2 separate regions of the Mus musculus genome follow, and region 2 is linked to region 1. Evidence: chromatin contacts called from public HiChIP or PLAC-seq data. All regions are on one chromosome and are shown on one strand. Each heading gives the region's core, a stretch centred on a gene start, on an enhancer-like site or on the middle of the called end of the contact. The rest is flanking DNA. Distances are from core to core; before and after follow the strand shown.

Region 1 (4,299 bases), core at 289-2,788:
TCTGACCTTTCTTTAATCTACACTAATAGTGTACCATGACAATCTTTCAACTGTAAAAATGAAACCCTTTCCTGACACAAGCTGACCTAGCTGTATGAGAAGTGTCGTACATGGTACATACTTCATAAAAAGTAAATACTCCTTAAAATTTACTCTGAATAAAGTGACTAGGTTTTTTAGAAGTTTCACAATAAGCTCAAGGATGTCAACGGATCCTGCTGTCAAGGTGCTATCCTGGAAGCTGTAACTAACGTGGGGACATTTCTTTAGCATGAACCATAATGCAGAATGTTTTCAATAGGTTAGTTAGCTAAAAAACTTAGCACTTTAATCTCCGCAGACTTGGACAAAGAGAAAACCTAGCATAAGGAAATTTACTTTATTATACGATCGGATGCTGGATTCTGTCTTTGTGCTTTTAATCAAGGAAGCAACAAAGAACTGGTCAAAAGCTGGGGATGTGTTTCATCCTTTGCCTCTAGCTATACTCTCTTCTTTTCACTCATCTAGTGTATGTGTATGTGTGAGTGTGTGTGTGTGAGTGTGTGTGAGTGTGTGTGTATGTGTGTGTACATATACACACATCACAGTGCACATGTGGAAATCAGAGGACAACTTGAAGGAACTCATTCTTTTCTTCCACCATGTTGAGTCTTGGGACTGAAGTCGGCCAGCCAGGCATGGCTGCAAGCACGCTTACCCACTGAGATCTTTGGCTTGGTCCTCCTTGGCCTACTTTTATTCATTTTCCTTAACTATGAGAACGGATAGCTTGTAAAATGAGCTATCTCTAAGATGTGGGTTAAAAACTCTTTAAAAATCCATATGGAAATTAGACGATAAAAAAACGATATGGTGCTTTTTAAGAGCTGTTCTCTAGGTCAGCCAAATGAGACTGTTCTAAGAGCAATAAGCCCATTCAGCCCAGCAAGGCTGCTTCTTTATTCTCAGAGTCAGAGTGAACTGCAGAAGAGAATGCCTTGAACAGTCCTTGCTGGGAAAGCTAAAAGACACAAGTCAACTTAACCATAGTTTGATTTAAATACATAAATGAGAGACAAAGCACTCATTTCCTTTTTTAATTTCCTCCTTTGTACTTATGAGTCAGCCAGAAATGCTGCTGGCAGACAGAATGGAAAGAGACCAAATTTATTTCATTATTACGAGTATAATCTGAGGTCAACTTGGGATATCTGGATCAGTATTTCTTCTGTAAAAGACATTCAGAAAATAAAATCTGTATTCTGCCAGGCATTCTTGATGACACTTTGGACACCACGGAAGGAAGACCCAGTGGATTTCACTGCTTCTCTGTTCTGGACACTGCACTGTGTGTCCAGTATCCAAAGTCACTGTGTGTGTCATCTGACTGGCTTAGCAAATGTTCAGGTGCTGCCTGTGGCACACACTGTTCTAGGTCTGAGAGATGGGAATTAAACAGAGCAGATCCTTAAAGCTCTGGGTCCACAGTAGAGCCACGCAGGGCTTGTTTCAAGGAGCTGTCTGAGATGCCGTACTTCAATCAGTAAAGAGGTCTGCCTGGTCAGGCAAGTTGCCAAGGATAGAAGACTCACCCTGGCAGCCTGGAATTCAAGTCCATTTAGCAGACAGTTACCTCATTAAACTGATGACTGTGAACCGTAACTAAAAATGTTTATACCTCCCCAAACCACAAAAGAAGAGAAACGGGCAGAAAAAGCTGGAAATGCAGAGGGCTGCACATGCAAATTGTACTATGCTACAGTACTGTGGTTGTTTTAACTAAACACTTGTTATGGTGGCTGAGAGGTTAAATGTGCAGAGCTTCAAACAGATAATAGCTTCTTCAAGGAGCAATTACTTAAGTCGAGAAAGGACTGGAAGTTAAAAATAAACCAGTGGAGGTGGCCTCGAGGACTGGCAGAACATATGCTGCCTCTACACCCGACACCGCCCCGCACAATTCGAGGGCACAGCAAAGACGGACTCATGGAGAGGAGCCAGGAAAGGTGTGGGGACAACAAGTGCGTGGCCACAGGTGGCACCTGGCACCAGACAGGAACCTGTGGTAATGCCTTCTTCAGAGACACTCATTTTCTGAGCTGAAATCAGAGGATGCCTCACGCTTGGAAACAGTGTGGGAAACACGAATGGTAAACTCCAGAGACTCCAGTGTGAAATTCCCGAACGCTAAGCATGCATTTACTCTGCCCATAGCATCACAGAACCAGAGAGATGCCCGTCTCCCTTTGAAAGATAAACACCACTTCAGGCTGTCCTATGACACAACAGCAACACAGTTTCTCCCAGGGGGGTTCAAGTTTTTGTCTGGCATAGACACCAATATTGGTGCAGTCAAGTTAGATTTAAAAATCCATCTCATTTTAGAATACAGAACAAATGCATGCACCAACTACGAAAGTGCACGCAGAAAACTCCTCTCCATCATTCCTCTCCTGGGGTCATTATGAAGGCACACACGCCCCATGCAAACGTCAGTGCACCCTGCTGCTCTGTGTTCTCGCCGCAGCAGTTATGTATTAGTAAGTACACTTCCTCAAGCAGCAGATAACCACCTCAATGACATACCGGAGCATGCAATGTGGTGAGATCTGTATCTTGGATTGATTTTCCAAATTGGGCTTTTCTCCTGTTGCTTTTTTCCCCCCTCTCTTTTCCTCTATCCCAGAGCATGAAAGGGTAAGACCCTGAGAAACATATCTGCCGATGAAGTGAGAAGGCCCCGTGGCCTGAATATCAACTTCTTGGAATAACTATTTACATATCACAAACCTGTGTCACTACCCCCCCTGTCCTCCCCCCAAAAGAAAAGAAAAGAAAAAAAAGAAAGAAAATCACTCCTTTTCAATAATTAAGATAATACTATTAAACCATTCTTTCACCAAAAGCACAATGGATGGATGGACAGAACGACGGTGTGTGCTCCTTCTACTGCTGTTACATTTGTTTGCATTATGCACCAGGCAAAGGGTACATTGCAGATGTAAAGTCACACATTATAATACAGATTACCCTAGATAACCCCCCCCCCCAAAAGGCACCAGAGAACAGGAGAGATGCCAAGTGTGAGAGAGGCTCATATCATGGCCAAGGAATAGAATCTGTTTCTAGAAGGTGGGAATGGCCTTTAACCAACAGGCAGTTAAGAAATGGGGACCACAGATGTAACCAAAAAGCTGAGTCCTGCCAGGAACCCTAAGTAGACACAAAACAGATGGTGACCTACAGCTCGCAGGAGCCTTGCAGGGGACGTAAAGGTATCTCACCGAGATGAGCCTGGGCATGGGATCTATGAAACTGCAATATAATCCAGTTCTACTGTGTGATCCCACTACGTTTGTGGTGGTCTCTGAAGGCAGCAACAGGAAAGGTACTAGTGTGGTAAAGATTCCTGCTTTCTGTGGCAGAGTGAGAACTTAATTCTCTTAATTCATAGTGTGCCGAGGACACACTATGAGATCCACAGGACACACTGAGGGGCACAGCAAATCATACAGGGCTTAAACATGTGTGATGTCTGAGAGCTCAACCCATCATTCTGTGAAGGTTTCCTTGGTTTGGTTTGGTTTGGTTTGGTTTGGTTTTGGTTTGGTTTGGTTTGGTTTGGTTTGGTTTGGGTTGGGTTGGGTTGGGTTGGGTTTGGTTTGGTTTGGTTTGGTTTGGTTTTGGTGCGGAGAATGGGAGGTAGGAGAGTAGGGGAGGCTAATGTGCTCACTTTCGGATGAATAACACATGTTATAGAAAAACTATGATTTTTCCCTAACTTGTGTGAGCTTCTGCTTGGCCATCCCTGACATGAATCTAAGTAATTATCCATATTTCCCAAGTGGGCGAACTGAAGGGAGGCTGAAAACAGTTAACAGATCATGTGACGTTTAGTCCAGACTTTTTAAAGCTTGATGAGTAAAAATGTTTATATTAACTGTGTAGATTGCTCAACCATAGTGATTAGCATAAGGGATAACGGAAGATGCACTGATCCAGAGAGCCGTCTCCGGGGTCAGTTATTCAGGGGAGCCACCAGCAAACTTCTATGCTCAGGGTATCCTAGTTTAGAAAGATGAACACTCCTTAAGGCCACACATGACTCCCACTTCATTTACAACTACTCCCATTAAAAAAAAATTCATTATGGGTTGTCTGGAATAGCTACAGCGATGACACAAAAATAAATCCTGCACAAATATAAGATGAAACGAGGCATTTTTCCTTTATCTCTGAGCATTATTGCTGGGCTCTTCGTCATCATGCAATCCCCAAACCAAATGCTGAACTGAAGACAATACAGAATCAGGGCTG
Region 2 (4,245 bases), core at 739-3,238, 140 kb after region 1:
GAAAAGGAAGGAGAGGGACGGGGAGCAGACAAGAGAAGCAGACGGAATGGCAGAGGTGGGAACTCCAGATCACAGTCAGGGAGAAAGCCGAACTTGATTTACAGCTGTACAAGACGCCAATCCATGAGGCACACATGACTGTCTTGTGTGCCTCCCAAAGAAGTGAAATGCCTAGAACAGAAAGCATTCCGAGAGCTCATTGTCTTCAGAGTCCTTACATTCATTTCAGTAAGAACACTTTAAATAGTAAGGTTTGCACTATACAATTGAGGAAGAAACAGTTAAATGAAGTTCTTAAAACTTATAAGGGTCATGCTAACGTAATTATTAACCTTTAACGGTCGCTTAAAAAGAAAAATTATCTTTTTCTAGGAAACTGGCTGTTCTTATATACCTTTAATAAAACTTGAAGCCGAAGTCATAATTTCCGAGTCTAGAAGCCACCTGTGCTTTAAGTCCTGCTTTTTGTGTCCTTGTAAACTCTGTATTTGACTGACACCTTGAAACCCAGGCAGGATTTTCTTTTGATATTTTCTAGAGTTGCAGTTAGTCAAAATGGTTCAAGGTGCAAATGCTAGTTTAGTTCTTAGCAAAAATGGCTATGATATATTTTGCTTTTAACTAACGTAGGTCTCTTTGCTCTAAGTTCATCCATCCAAATGACAGCATAATGGGGCCAGGGAAGGGGATGGTGGTCCCACTTGCTCCCCTGTGGCAGGAAGCAATACAGTTCATTAACTAGGAAGACAACACATCTTCAAGAATGTTCCACCAGTCAGTTAGCTGGCGTTAACCATTGTCACTGAGCCATGGATTATAACCAGGTCAGAGAAATAGTTTACAACTCATCGGAGAGTAATGTGAGCAGCATGCTTCAGCATGGCAGAGCATAAATAGAGTAAGTGCACGTTTATTGCCAAAATGGCATTCTGCATCACAGATTAGATAAGCTGGCAAACTTCAAACAAAGCAACTGAGATCTATTCCTCAAAGTATTTCTAGATTCATAACCAATAAATTCTGGAGCCATAAATCAAGTTTCAGTTACACATGAGAACATTAAGGTGTTTATGGTGTAATGTTCAGAACATATTCTTCCATAGCCATAAATGTCATATACTCTATGCTAGCCCAAATTTTTCTCTCATTTACAATAAAATAGGCAGGATAATTAAGTGGATTATCTATAGTCCTACATATAGCAGTTATAAAATTACTAAACTATGGGAAACTATAACACAAGTAGCATTGGGCAGAGAAGTGTAAAACAAAGGCTTTTGAAGATATGGTAGAGTTGGTTGGCTATGCAGGCACCTGGGAAAGTGTGTCTTCCCAAGACAACTAACTACTGGTAAGGGATGAAGGCAAGAGATCAGGAGTTGGATGCCCATGACTGATGAATAAGAGGCCACAGTAAGAACAATGGATAAGACTAGGAGGAGAAGGAGAAGAAAGAGGAAGGGGAGAAGGAAGAGGAGGAGAAGAAGGAGGAGGGAAAAAAAGAGGTCACAGGAAACAATAATGGTAGATCAGTAAGGCCCTTGGAAAACCTCTGGCTTTCCTCTGAGTCATCTGTGAAGTCTAGGCATTGCTCTACGTAGAGACATGATGAGATTTTTCCTAAAGCTCGAGACGCTCTTGCAAGCTGTTGAGTTTAATTAACTCTTCTGCGAGACGGACAAGGTATTAAGCAGTAAGATCCACTGGGAAGTGATTGCTGTAACTTAGGCATGACTACAATAGTTAGGATATGGTGGGGGCAGTGCAGCCACTGAGTGAGATTCATTTTGTGTATGATAAAGCGCTTTGAAAACAGAACCAATAACATTTCTGATGAATTGAATTCAATAGCTGAGGAAAAAAAAGTTATCAATATGGTATCAGTCTCTTTAAATCATTTTATAATTTTATATTCTCAATATTGTCCTACCAGTGTATAAGCACTTATCCACTGGAATTGCACATCTGGGAAAGAAACCAATGCCATGACTCACTCCTTCCCAATGTGAGAAGCACACACAAAGGCTCATTTTCCTTGCAACTACAACGTAGGTATGTGACCTACTTTCTGATCAGACTCACCTACTCAAGTCTCACCAACTGGTGCTCAGCTAAGGAGATCTGCCAGGCTACTGTGAGCATCAGTGGAGCAGGTATGTGAGAGAGAGTGGGCCTGACCATTCCCTAGTGTGGTCAGATGTGGTTGGTTCCTGGCACAGAAATGGAATCAGCTGGTGGGCAGAAGTCCTTTGCTCTACTGCTTAGGAGACAGCATCAAGGGTTTTTAATCAGACCTGTTCTGCAACACGCCTTTGAATATGTCTCTTAGGAACAGGATTGAGCGCCGCCCCCCCCCCAGCCCCCAAACACTAAGTCTTCCCAGGACTAAATTCTTATCGTTAACTTTCCAGTATTATTACCAACCTCCTTTCTGCTTATGAAAGTCAAACTTATCTTCCATGGCTTGCATATATTATACTTGATGGATGCAAGCAACTAGAAATAGTATTTGCATCTTGCTTAATTCTTTTGGTGTTGCTGTAACAAATGCCACATACTGGGTGATTCATCAGGAACAAACATTTATCTCTTACAGTTCTGGAGACCGAGAAACCATAGATCAAAGTACCTGTAAGTTGGCCTCGAGTTCAAGGTCTGGTGTGTACTCCAGGGATGAAGAACAATGTAGAGAAGACAGGGAACCTACTCAAAACCCCTTTAATAGTTGTATTAATCATTCATGAACAGAGCCTTTATCATCGAGGCACCCTCAAAAACTCCAAATTGCTGGACTAGATTTTTTTTGCTTGCTTGCTTTTTTTGAGGCAGGATCTCACTATGTAACCCTGGCTGGTCTGTAACTCACTATGTAGATCAGGCTGACCTCAGATTCACAGAGATCCACCTGCCTCTGCCTCTAGAGTGCTGGGATTAAAGGCGTGCGCCACCACACCCAGTTTACATCTCTGATGTTGGAGGACAAGTTGAGAACACAGCAGAATACTTTTATTCTTTGTTTTGTCTGGTGGGAATGGTGACAACCTTGTCTTGCCATCAGTTTCACACACATGCACAAGCACCCACACACACAAGCACTGTACCATCAACAATTAAAACTAGAACTTTTGGAGAATCGAGACTGATTTCCACTGGAGCTCAGGCTGCTGTCACAAAAGACTGGCTGACAAACAAGGAATTTCTTCTCCCAATTGTGAAGCCTGGAGGTTTTTTGAGATCACGTTACTAGCAGTTCTGAGGGAGGCATTTTTTTTTCAAATTGTAAAGTAGAGATTTTCTCAGTCTTCAGAGGGATGAATGTATTCTGTATGGGCACTACTCCCATTTATGAACGCTCTACCCTCATGAGCTAATTGTTTCCAAAAGATTATACCGCCAAACAAAACCACAAAATGGCTTTTATATTTGGACGCATAATCATCACCAAGTTTTATCTATAAGTTAACTCCAGAGGGGGAAGATGCAAGCATATTTTAACTATAATTTGTTATTTCAAATCAAGTTAGTGTTGTGAAACTGTCCTACATACCTCACAGACCTGGATTATCCAGAAGCTCGCATGCTTTTGTACTGTCATTTATTATTTCTTTCATTATTGTTGCATGTGCACTTGCCCACAGGCCGTGGGCATGTCAGAGTAGAGCTTCCAGAAGTCACTTCCTCCACACTGGCTTCTGGGGATTAGCTCAGTCTTGGCAGCAAGGGCTTTTCCTACTGAGCCACTGGACTGGCGCCAATAAGTCCTAAAGATCATTTCAAGTATGGTCAGTTCACAGACTCTGTACTTTTCCTAGGAACCTGGCCTCCTTGGCCAAGCACAGGACTGACAGTGGACTAAGCCCACCTCTCCCTCACTCTCCATTTTCCTTTGTATTTCATACAGCCACTGATGCCTGCATTCCTTGCCCCTCCACTCTTTTGATTAATACTCAAGAGTGTATACTAAAACATTTCCTAAGAAAGGCAACTGAAAATTTGTGGGGTGTTGTTGTTGTTTGTTTGTTTTTCTGAAAGGAAAGACACTCATCTGTTTTGCCCATTGCTTGATTTTAATTCTAGAGAAAGAATATAAATTACAACTAATCTTTTTTATTTTAAAGTCATTATTCAATTTTTTTAGCATCTATTTTCTGATATCCTGCCATTCTCATTCTTAGGAACATGATTCCTTGGTGGATTTTTTTCCCCAATTTTTTATTAGATATTTTCTTCATTTACATTTCAAAT

The links. HiChIP or PLAC-seq counts read pairs in DNA pulled down with a chosen protein or histone mark.
Region 2: a FOXA1 HiChIP or PLAC-seq map of pancreatic cancer cells shows a contact between it and region 1. The contact joins two enhancer-like sites. A contact is called at or near these places in 1 of 484 Hi-C or Micro-C datasets (pancreatic cancer cells), 1 of 115 datasets of contacts at active chromatin or transcription factors (pancreatic cancer cells) and 1 of 9 other capture datasets (embryonic stem cells).

Annotation. Positions count from the first base shown.
Region 1 is chr1:138,505,718-138,510,016 of GRCm38.p6, forward strand. All of the region lies in intron 7 of Nek7 (NIMA (never in mitosis gene a)-related expressed kinase 7), which reads right to left. Among named protein-coding and RNA genes, the nearest start is that of Nek7, 110 kb to the right of the region's middle. Within about 2 kb of position 1,539, at least 82 of the 459 cell types and tissues checked have an H3K27ac peak or open chromatin away from gene starts, as enhancers often do. A contact at or near this core is called in pancreatic cancer cells, where this site is marked.
Region 2 is chr1:138,641,508-138,645,752 of GRCm38.p6, forward strand. The region is part of intron 4 of Gm5833 (predicted gene 5833); the gene reads right to left. Among named protein-coding and RNA genes, the nearest start is that of Nek7, 24 kb to the left of the region's middle. Within about 2 kb of position 1,989, at least 23 of the 459 cell types and tissues checked have an H3K27ac peak or open chromatin away from gene starts, as enhancers often do. A contact at or near this core is called in pancreatic cancer cells, where this site is marked.